2 separate regions of the Mus musculus genome follow, and region 1 is linked to region 2. The links are chromatin contacts, called in public Hi-C maps. All regions are on one chromosome and are shown on one strand. The core of a region is the stretch at or near the end of the contact, and the rest is flanking DNA. Distances in the headings are between cores, read along the strand shown.

What was found. Hi-C and Micro-C count contacts between places; a contact is called where the count stands out from the background.
Region 1: a Hi-C map of CD4 T cells shows a contact between it and region 2, with 5 times the contacts expected there. The contact joins the promoter of Lyrm4 here to the promoter of Ripk1 in region 2. A contact is called at or near these places in 1 of 39 promoter capture datasets (pre-B cells) and 1 of 484 Hi-C or Micro-C datasets (CD4 T cells).

What each region holds. Positions count from the first base shown.
Region 1 is chr13:36,114,486-36,119,182 of GRCm38.p6, forward strand. It overlaps Lyrm4 (LYR motif containing 4), which reads right to left and starts at 2,872. Exons shown (of 3, transcript NM_201358.2): 1 at 2,590-2,872. The coding sequence starts at 2,675. It overlaps Fars2 (phenylalanine-tRNA synthetase 2 (mitochondrial)), which reads left to right and starts at 3,158. Exons shown (of 7, transcript NM_024274.3): 1 at 3,158-3,520.
Region 2 is chr13:33,999,210-34,004,018 of GRCm38.p6, forward strand. It overlaps Ripk1 (receptor (TNFRSF)-interacting serine-threonine kinase 1), which reads left to right and starts at 3,154. Exons shown (of 11, transcript NM_001359997.1): 1 at 3,154-3,497. It also overlaps a transcript of Serpinb6a not described here.

The DNA.
Region 1 (4,697 bases), core at 1,622-4,121, 2.1 Mb after region 2:
TGCATGCATGCTGCCACGCTCCTTGCCATGCTGAAAATGAACTAAACCTCTGAAACTGAAAGCCAGCCCCAATTAAATGCCTTCTTTTATAAGACTCGCCTTGGTTGTGGTGTCTCTTCACAGAAATAGAACAGTGACTAAGACAGCAACAAATCATCAGAGTTGTAATACTCTCCTTTACCTATTTACCAAAAGTCTGTTCTCTATGTCCTCTAGTTTATCCTCTGCACCATTATAAGCAACTCCCTCTGACATCTTTACTTCTAGCTTGAGATTCTTTTATCTTGCTGCCCAAAGGACCTTACCTAATCCTCAGAACTCCAAGAATGAAATCTGGGTTCCACAGCAGAGACTATATACCCTGGTATATGTGGCCCTTTCCACCTTCTTGTTGCAGACTTAGTTTCTCTAGTGCTTAGTTTCGATTCATGAAAAATAGTCCATCACAAAGAAGTGCTCAATGGGTACTTAGTGAATGACTGTGTTGGATTGACAATGGAGGGACAGGGCTATATTTGAATTCTATAGGGTATTTGTAAAGGCAGTCTTATTTTATATGACGCTAGTTTTATTTCATGGGACATAATGCTGGCAGGGTTCACAGGGTTTCGATACATGGTATCTGGAAAAGGAGAGCACCTGATTCCTGTGGAAATTACATCTGTGTGAGGCACAGACTACTCTCTGCGTGCGTGTCAGCACACAGCTGCTTGTGTTGAAGCTCAGTCTCAATTTTCTGTGAGGCACAGCCTACCTTTCTGTATTGGCTCTTAAGTCACTTCCAGATGGAAGTTTAGGACGAAAAGGCCCCTAAGAGGCTGTGTAGTCCAGTGAATTAGTTTCATCACCAAGAAAACTAAGTCCTTGAGGCCCAGTAACTCTAAAGCTGCATATTCTGTTAGGGTTGCTATCAGTGTTTTACAGAACTTGTTTCCAGTTGGGCCCCCCAGTGTGAACCTCTGCTTAGTCTCTGTTTATTCAGTCCATTTTTATTCTTGAGACAGACATCTTCTAGACTGCAAGGAACACTCCAAGCATTTACTTCCATGTTTCCTGTCTTCCATCAATAGTAAGTAATAACAGGTATTTGTGGAAACTCCTACCAGGAGGTTTAGTGTTTATGCCCCCTCTCCTCCAAAGCCAATGTCATCACATAAAATCAAAACCTATGTTCGGCTGGGTATGAGCTCACTTGTCCAACCCATGTGCTATTCTCAGTTGACACGACAACTATTATTTTCTCAGCAGGTTTCTGAAATATGAATTACTGCTGGGAAAGTTGGTGCATCTGTTCACAGACTAAAGTAGTGCATAGCCGGACGGGTAGCTCAATCCCTAGAGAAGGGTGCACCTAGAACCAGGTCTGTTTCAGGAGTTAACTGCCAAGACACCCAGCCCATGCCTGGGCAGCTGTGAAGGACAGCTTGTTAAGTACTTGAAAGACTTGGGAAATAAATGAAAATAAGCAAACTGTCTGGAGAAAATGAGCTGGTTTCATCAGATTCTTATTCTTAGATTCAATCTCAAAGGATTCAGGTAATTAATCAATAAGACACCAAATATCAGAAAAACCCTAAAACTCTACAGAAATGTTGGGTCAGAAGTTTCAAAGAAGCAGAAACTGTGAAGGTGGAGGTTCTGAGGTAGAGTTTTGTGTGTGTGTGTGTGTGTGTGTTGTTTTGGTTTTTTTGAGACTGGGTTTCTCTGTGTAGTTCATGGTGGCCTCGATTTCAGCGCTCTGGCTGCCTGTGCCTTCCCAGTGCTGGGGTTAAAGGTGTGCACCACTACCATGTGGCAAGGAAGTATAAGGGACTCATACAAGTAGGGGAATAGGCCAAGCAAGGAAAGAAATGGGGCAGAGTTAAAAATGTAAGTTTTAGTGCATTTAAGTGAGGTGCACGCATAGTAACTCATTAACATACATTTTATAACTTAAAATAAATTTAAGTTTTAAATGTTTTTGAAGAATTGATGCTCCTGTCCTCTTGTTATAGGTCCTAGACTCTAGGATCTAGCAGTAAGATTTCAGTTTGGCGAGGCTGGATAAACTAAGAATTCAGTTTTTAAAGGCTTAGCAACTCATTTTACCTTTAACATGAATATGTAGCCCCTCTCCACCATCCTTTAGTAAGAACGTATCTGATACTTGGAACCAACGTCACGAATTAAAACACTAGTGAAATGAAAGGGGGCCCTAGAGCAAGCCTTCAGTTTTGTGTCCACGTGGTCTAGACTGCCTGCTTCCACTCTTGTAATCTCAAGGCAAGATATAGGTATGCCCTAAGTTTCCTTGTCCTAGCTTCTCACTGGTAGCTTCGCGTTCATCACTTTGTACCGCAGAAACAGGACACTGTTTAATGGTCCTAAAGCCCCTATGTGGGTGTCAGTTCAGGGAAGGTATCCCAGCATTTGAAGGGCAAGTCCTTGGCTCCTCCCCTCCAGGGCTCTGAGGGTCACACCTGGGGGTGGACAGTTGCACGTGCGCGTCATGGGAGTGGAGCCTGTCACTTTCACAGGTTGTGGCCGCCTGATCCGCGACCCCCGCAGACAGAGCTGGGCACCCGATTCCCGGCCCTCCCCCCGGGTCACCTGTAATTGTAGGCGCTGAAATGCTTGCTCTCTCTCATCATCGCCCGGTACAGATCTAAAACTTGTGCGCGGCTGGAGGCTGCCATGTTGAAAATAAACAAAAACAAACAAACCAAAAAACACCCTAACAACAAAACCAAACAGGTCCTTCTTCGTAGAAGCCCCAAGTTTAACTGAACCCAAATGTCAAACGATGCAAAAAAAAAAAAAAAAAAAAAAAAGCACGCTGGAAGGCAGGAGAAGAGAGGCTCCGCCTGGCTCGCGCGCGGCCTGGCTCGCGTCCTGCGCGAGAGGTGGCGCCGCAGGCAGGGCGGCGGGCAGCTAAGGGGTGGCGCCCGTGTCCTGGAGGCTCCGCGTTCCTCACAGGCTCCTCGGGCGGCAGGAGGCCGAGCCGTCCAGCCCCAGGCTCGCTCCTCGGGAGGACAGTCGCGGGCTCGAACACCAGGGCTCAAAGCCTCCTCCGCCTTTCGAACCGCCCGGGGGCGTGGCCGAGATCCCGGTGTCTCCTGACACCACGCCCCCTACACCTGCCTAGGCCCCGTTGCCTGGGTTACGAGCCGCGCTCCCCAGCCCTGCCCCTGCCCGGCTCGGCTGTCTTTGGCGCTGCCTGACCTGCTGTGCACGAAAACGAGGGTGACTTTGCTTTGGATCCGTCTGGTTGGCAGCCTGAGTTTATCAGTGTCATCGTGACTGGGGGACGCAGCGCCAGTGGTGCGGAGGTAACTAGCTGGCGACTTCCTGGCGCACCGGCTTGTCTTTGGGCGAGCGGCTCAAGGGACCTAGGGCCCTGGCCTCTTCCCGTCAAGATGGCGGCGCCCAGCGCGCCCAGCGTCTCGGTAGCCAGAGGTTAAGCTCAGTGACGGCGGAGTGAGTGTGTGGCCGCTTTGCGGACTTCGAAACGCCCGCGTTTGGTTTCCCCGGCGTACGCTGGGTGAGTGCTGGCCTTGCTGCAGAGTAGAGGTGTCAGGTCGCCGACTGTTATGCACTTTGCATTCGGCTGTGACTTCCATTTCCGGGATCTTCACTAAGGGGCTACACTATTTTTTGTTTGTTTACTATTTTTTCTTTCTTTTCTTTTCTGTTTTTTTTTTTTTTTCTTTCCTGTTTTTGAGACGGGGTCTCGTTTTGTAGTCCAGACTGCCCTTGAGCTCCTGGTCACAGATTTCCCGGTGCTGGGATTAAAAGTGTGGGATGCACTACTGTTTTTGTTAAGAGCACGGTTTTGTAGTGCGTAAACATAAATAAACAAACAAGCACATAAATAAATTAGATGTCATGATTAATAAGGGAACCCTTAGGACTTTAGGGGATTTCCTAGACATCATTTCAGACCCAAGGCAAAAAGAGGGTTTTTCTCAGCTTTTAGCTATCACGGACCAGCTTACTAAAGTACTTAAGTTTTTGGGTTGTTCCTTGATCTTAGGACTGTGCGAAGAGAAGCTTCGAATAATTCTGGTTCTTGTGTTTGGAACTCACTCGTTAGTTTTGGAATATTGTTTTATATTAAGATGGTGCAACAAGCCACTACCTGCAAATTCTCTGTCCCTAAATACAGCAAAGAGTCATTTTAACGATAAGACGGAAGTCAATTTACCATGCCTTATCATTTGTTTTGGTGTATCAAGCTTTCATTCTCTATTCGAAACAATCTGTGTTTTTCTGGATCACATGTTTGCAACTTGTTGTCCTTGAATCTAAGTATACCTACTCGTCTTGATGTAGTGGCAATCAAAGGTATTGACGATACAGTGCTTTTATAAAAACACTCTTAAGCCCCTGTTTGATTTTTGTCTTAGTCAAAATAGATTTTTAAATTTCAAATTTAATTTTTAAATAAATGGAACAGAACTTGCCTTTTGTTCCCTTTCTGTTTGTTTGATCAGGTCACTGACTCAAGTTTAATGGGATCCATTAATATTTTGAGTTTTACTTGCAACTTTCTAAATGGCTGACATCTGTAAAGTAGGTTTTCCCCTTGTTGCAGAGTCAGAACAGAGCTGTGGTCTCTTGAGGTAATAGAATATTGATTGCTATTGATAATAATGCCCCAGGAAAACCTACACATTAAAAGTTACAGGTAGACAAAATTACCAGAATGAGAAGGAAAA
Region 2 (4,809 bases), core at 1,904-4,403:
AGAAGCAAGTGGTAGTAGGCAACAGAAGCCCCAGCTTTCTGCAGCAGACTGGAAATACAAGTCCCCTAGAAGCAGAAAGTACTGAATAGACCACCAGGAGGAAGAAAAACAAACAGAGGAATGCAGTACTATAAGGTTTATATAGAATCATTTCAGAGTCTCATTTCTGACCCTAAACAACATGCCAAAGACATTGAGAACTAAAAATAAGTCTTAGCCGGGCATGGTGACGCACGCCTTTAGTCCCAGCACTTGGGAGGCAGAGGCAGGCGGATTTCTGAGTTCGAGGCCAGCCTGGTCTACAGAGTGAGTTCCAGGACGGCCAGGGCTACACAGAGAAACCCTGTCTCGAAAAACAAACAAACAAAAAAAATCATAATAATAATAATAAATAAATAAAGTCTTTAGGCTACTTAATATACACATGGAACCAAGATCAGACTGCCTATGCACATAATGTAACTTGTGGCCTGACCCTCACTGTGTTGGCATCTGGATAAAACAAAACAACACTCCTCATAGATACTGACTAGCATACAGCCTTGCATATTATGATTACCAAAATATCCAAATGCAATACAAAATTATTTGGCATTCAAGGTGCCATTAAGTCTCAACTTGCACAGGGAGGGGAAAAAAAAGATGCTAACCCAGATATTAGGTAGGCATTACTCATCTCTGAACAATAGTTCTGGGTCCTTTCTAGTATTTGTACAGAAGAATATACTCACATGGCAGACTTTAAAACAAAAATTTCACATTCACTGTAGCAGTTATAAAAATGCTACTATAGAATATCCTTGTCCTTTCAAGATGTGATTTAGGCAGTGACTTAAAAAAATTAAGGTGCGTGGAGCATAAGAGAAAGACAAGTATGGCAAAATGTTCTCTCTCCCTCTCCCTCTCTCTCGTTAACTTGTAATTTACGTTAAGCCTAGTAAGATGTTAACAGCAATAAAAACTAGCAATATACTGGAAAGGGACATTATTAGCTTCCCTATCCTGAGGTATCAAGTTTAAGAATGGCCAGCAACACAGGTCTTCAGTTTACAGATCCATACAAAAGTTTTCAGTCTCTATAAATTTCCCAGTCCAGTTCCTCCCCCCAAAATCTACTATCTTTCTATCTTCCTTTCTATCTTTTTAGTTCTGCCTCTCTAGAGCACCCAGTCGGGACATGCCATGACAGGTATCTATGGGACTATAGTCAGATCCAACAGTTTCAGGTTGGAAAAAAAAAAAGTCCCCTATGCTTTGCTTATATACCCCACTTCTCTGCAATCTCGTGGCAACCACTGGCCTTTCATAACTTTTTCTCACTGAGGACGTCATCTTTGAAGTCATACACTGTAACTTAGTTTTTTAAGATTGATTTTTTTTTTCTTAGAAAACACAAGAACACACCAAATTCTTTTTTTTTTTAATTCTATAATTGATTTTAGTGCTAGGTAGTAGTCCATTGTGGTAGATTTACTAGAGCTATTGAAATGTAACTTATTTGCTTTCAAGTTTTGGCAATTATGAAAAGCTGCTGCAAAAGTTAAATACAGTAATGGGAGAGATGGCTCAGTAGTTGTTCTTGCAGAGGACCTGGGTCTTGGCACTCATATGGTGACTCACAACTATCCATAACTCCAATTCCAAGAGATCCCATGCCCTCTTCTGACCTCCATGGACGCCAGGCATGCAAGTGGTGCACAAACGTGCAATCAAAGCACTCAGACATATCAAATAAACCTTTAAATTTTTCAGATACAGGAGCTGGAAGTGTGAGTCAGCTGTTAAAAGCACATACTGCTCTTGCAGAGGACCCCAAGTTTGGTTCCCAGACTCACACCAGACAGTTCACCTGTAAACTCTAACTTCAGGGGACCTGATACCTTTCTGTGGCCTCTAGGAGAATCTGCACTCTATTATATACACACTCGTAAATAAAACAAACAAAAAACTTAAGGAAAAACAATGTACAGGAACCTGAAGAAGATAGCTCATGGTTCCTTCAGCAAAGTGCTTTCCATGGCAACATATGGATCTGAGTTCAATCCCCAGCACTCATACAGAAACAAACAAACAAAACTGGCCATGGAGACACCCCTGGTGCCTCTTGCCTTGGCCAGACAGCTTAGTCCATTCCACAAGCAAAAGGTAAAAGTAATACCTTGTATGGAAAAGAAAAAGATGCATTGTAAGAAGGAGCTAACTGGAGGTGGGCTCCTGGCCTCCCATATGTGGAGTTTTATACACACACACACACACACACACACACACCCAATCCCACCCGGAAAGAACTCCAAACAAACAAACAAACAAAAAACCCAACTTAAGTACATGTGTTTATACACTAGATGTATGTTCATTTGGGTACATACCTGTATGTGAAACTGATAAATCATACAGTAACCATAAAGGTTTTGCATTCTTTGCAGGAATGTATGTGATTTTCAGTTAGTGTACGTTTTTGTTAACATCGGTGAATGTTTGGGATTTGGGGGCATTTTATGTGTACTCTACATCAAAGTTGAGTTCCCCTAATGTCCTTTGACATTGAGCATCTTTTTAATGCTTATTTGTATGGTGAGGTATCTGGTAAAATGGCTGTGAATTTTCTTAAAGTGGTCGTGTGTATGGTTTAATAAGACTCCTTTATCGTGTCTTTTGTGGCCCTCTCTCTGTCTTGTCATATTTATCTTTTGACAATAAGGGATCACTGGACTATCGTGCAACTTTCTTCTTAATGACACCTGCAGCAACACAGTTTCTGCTTGGGGTTTCAACTACTATTTTCGAGGGCTACAAATTAATCACGTTTCTTCCTCGACAGGCTGCTGTGGTGGACGAACGATAATTTACCAGTGGTTCTGTCACCGTGTCACCTCTGAACCCACAAAGCTTGCAAAGGCCACTGTCGCACACAGCGCTATCTAGCGGGCCAAGCGGTCTCCGCCCTGACATATAGCAGCTATGACCGCCGTATTATTTTTTTTAAGGGCTCTCTCAGAACTCGCTCAGAAAGCAAGGCAAAAGTGCCATTCCTTCCGCCCGCGGGCCTCCGGGATGGTCGTGCTGCGAACCTGGCATGCTCAGTAGAGCTCAATGCCCAGCTGGGAGGCTGGCGCTCGCCCGTGCACACAGCCCCGGGGCGTGAGCAGAGGCGGAGACAGGGGCGGCCGCAGCCTAGCACCACCCCAGTAGTCCTTAGAGGAGGACCAGCGGCCCCCGGAACGGCCTCGGGAGCGCGGGTGTCGGTGCCGCTCACCTCCCGGGAGTCCAGCGGCGGTGCGGACCCGCGGAGGTGCGAGCTGGACGCGGCGGGAGGCGGCAGGCTGTGGGGGACCTGCGAGTGGCTGGGCGCCACTTCAGCACCGAACTCCGACCGGTCCTCGTCAGGGCCCAGGGCCGTCCCGGCCGGGCAGCCACGGCGAGGCGCCGCTCCTGACGTCCACCGCCCGTCCTTCCTCACCTAGGCCGGGGTACTTGGCCGCGGGAAGGCCTCTGAGGTAAGTCAGCGCGGGGGTCGAGGCCAGGGGCGCCGCCGCTAGTTTCCTCAGAAGCTGGTTTCCCGGAAGGGGCGGAGGCCGCGCGATTTCTGCGCGTGGACCGGAGGGCGGGGCTCGTTGTTTCCGGAAGCCGGGTGGCGGGCGGGACTTCAAACGTTCCCGGAAATCGAAAAGCGCGGAACTTGCTGTCATCTAGCGGGAGGTTGGACTCTTCTTGAGGTCGTTTTAGCTCAAGTCGAGACTGAAGGTGCGCCGTAGCCATGGTTACAGAGTGACTATGGAACGATTATTTTGGTAGGAATGACAGCTTCTTGAAGCTTTAGGACCCCAACAAGACTACCTAAATGTAACCTATCAACCCTGGACCTACCAGCTCTTTAAAAGGGTCTATTCCTGTTGTCTTGGGGCAGCAGGTGGCAGAGCAGTCGGTAGCTTTCATCGTTATTTTTGAGGTGAGCTGGCAAATCAGGAGTGATCTACGACCTCAACGAGAGACCAGTGTCAAACATCCAAGGCTTCTCTGGTCCTCAGTAGCATTTGCATTTATGGGTTGCTGCAGACCTTTTCTGAGTTGTGAAAAAGATAAGCCACATCCTCCTCACCTAAGCGTTGGACAGAGCCCACTGAGGATGGATGGTGCAGCCCAGGGTGACTCATTCTTTGTGTCTTGCAGATCATTTGATTTTCTTGCTCTTTTACTTTGTGCAAAGAGTTGAAGCTGTTTTAATCAAGAAATTCCACAAAAGACCTTTAGGAAAGTATTCTTTCTTAACACATGAAGACTCGATGGTAGAGTGAACTTTGGGATGCAATGACTTAATTGTGTAATTCTGTAGCCCCTGGAAAGATACTACTAAGGCTTGTGAGAAAGGTGAACTATCACAGCTGTATTGTATGTAGAAATATACTAGTCTTATTGAAAATGAAATTTGGGATGTTTTGTTTGTATGACTGACAAAAACAGTAGTAACAATTCTTAACTTTAATTTCCATTTTTCTCATTCTTTGCTACTTTGAGCCTTACACATAATGTTAAGCTTTCAAGATTGTAATAAGATATGTGCCCAAGGTAACAACTTACAAACTGGGCACAGTACTATTACACCTTAGTTAATGTCTCCTTAATATCTCCAGTAGGATCTGGAATTTGAAGCAAATATATAGTTTCCCACACATCGGTAGGATATCATTCTGGCAGATGTGTCTTACTATAAAAACATGGATATAATACTAAGTTTTTTTTAAATTTAATCTGTACATCCCCATGTTTTTAAAATGTAGAATATTCAATTAATCTGGGTAAGTCCATATG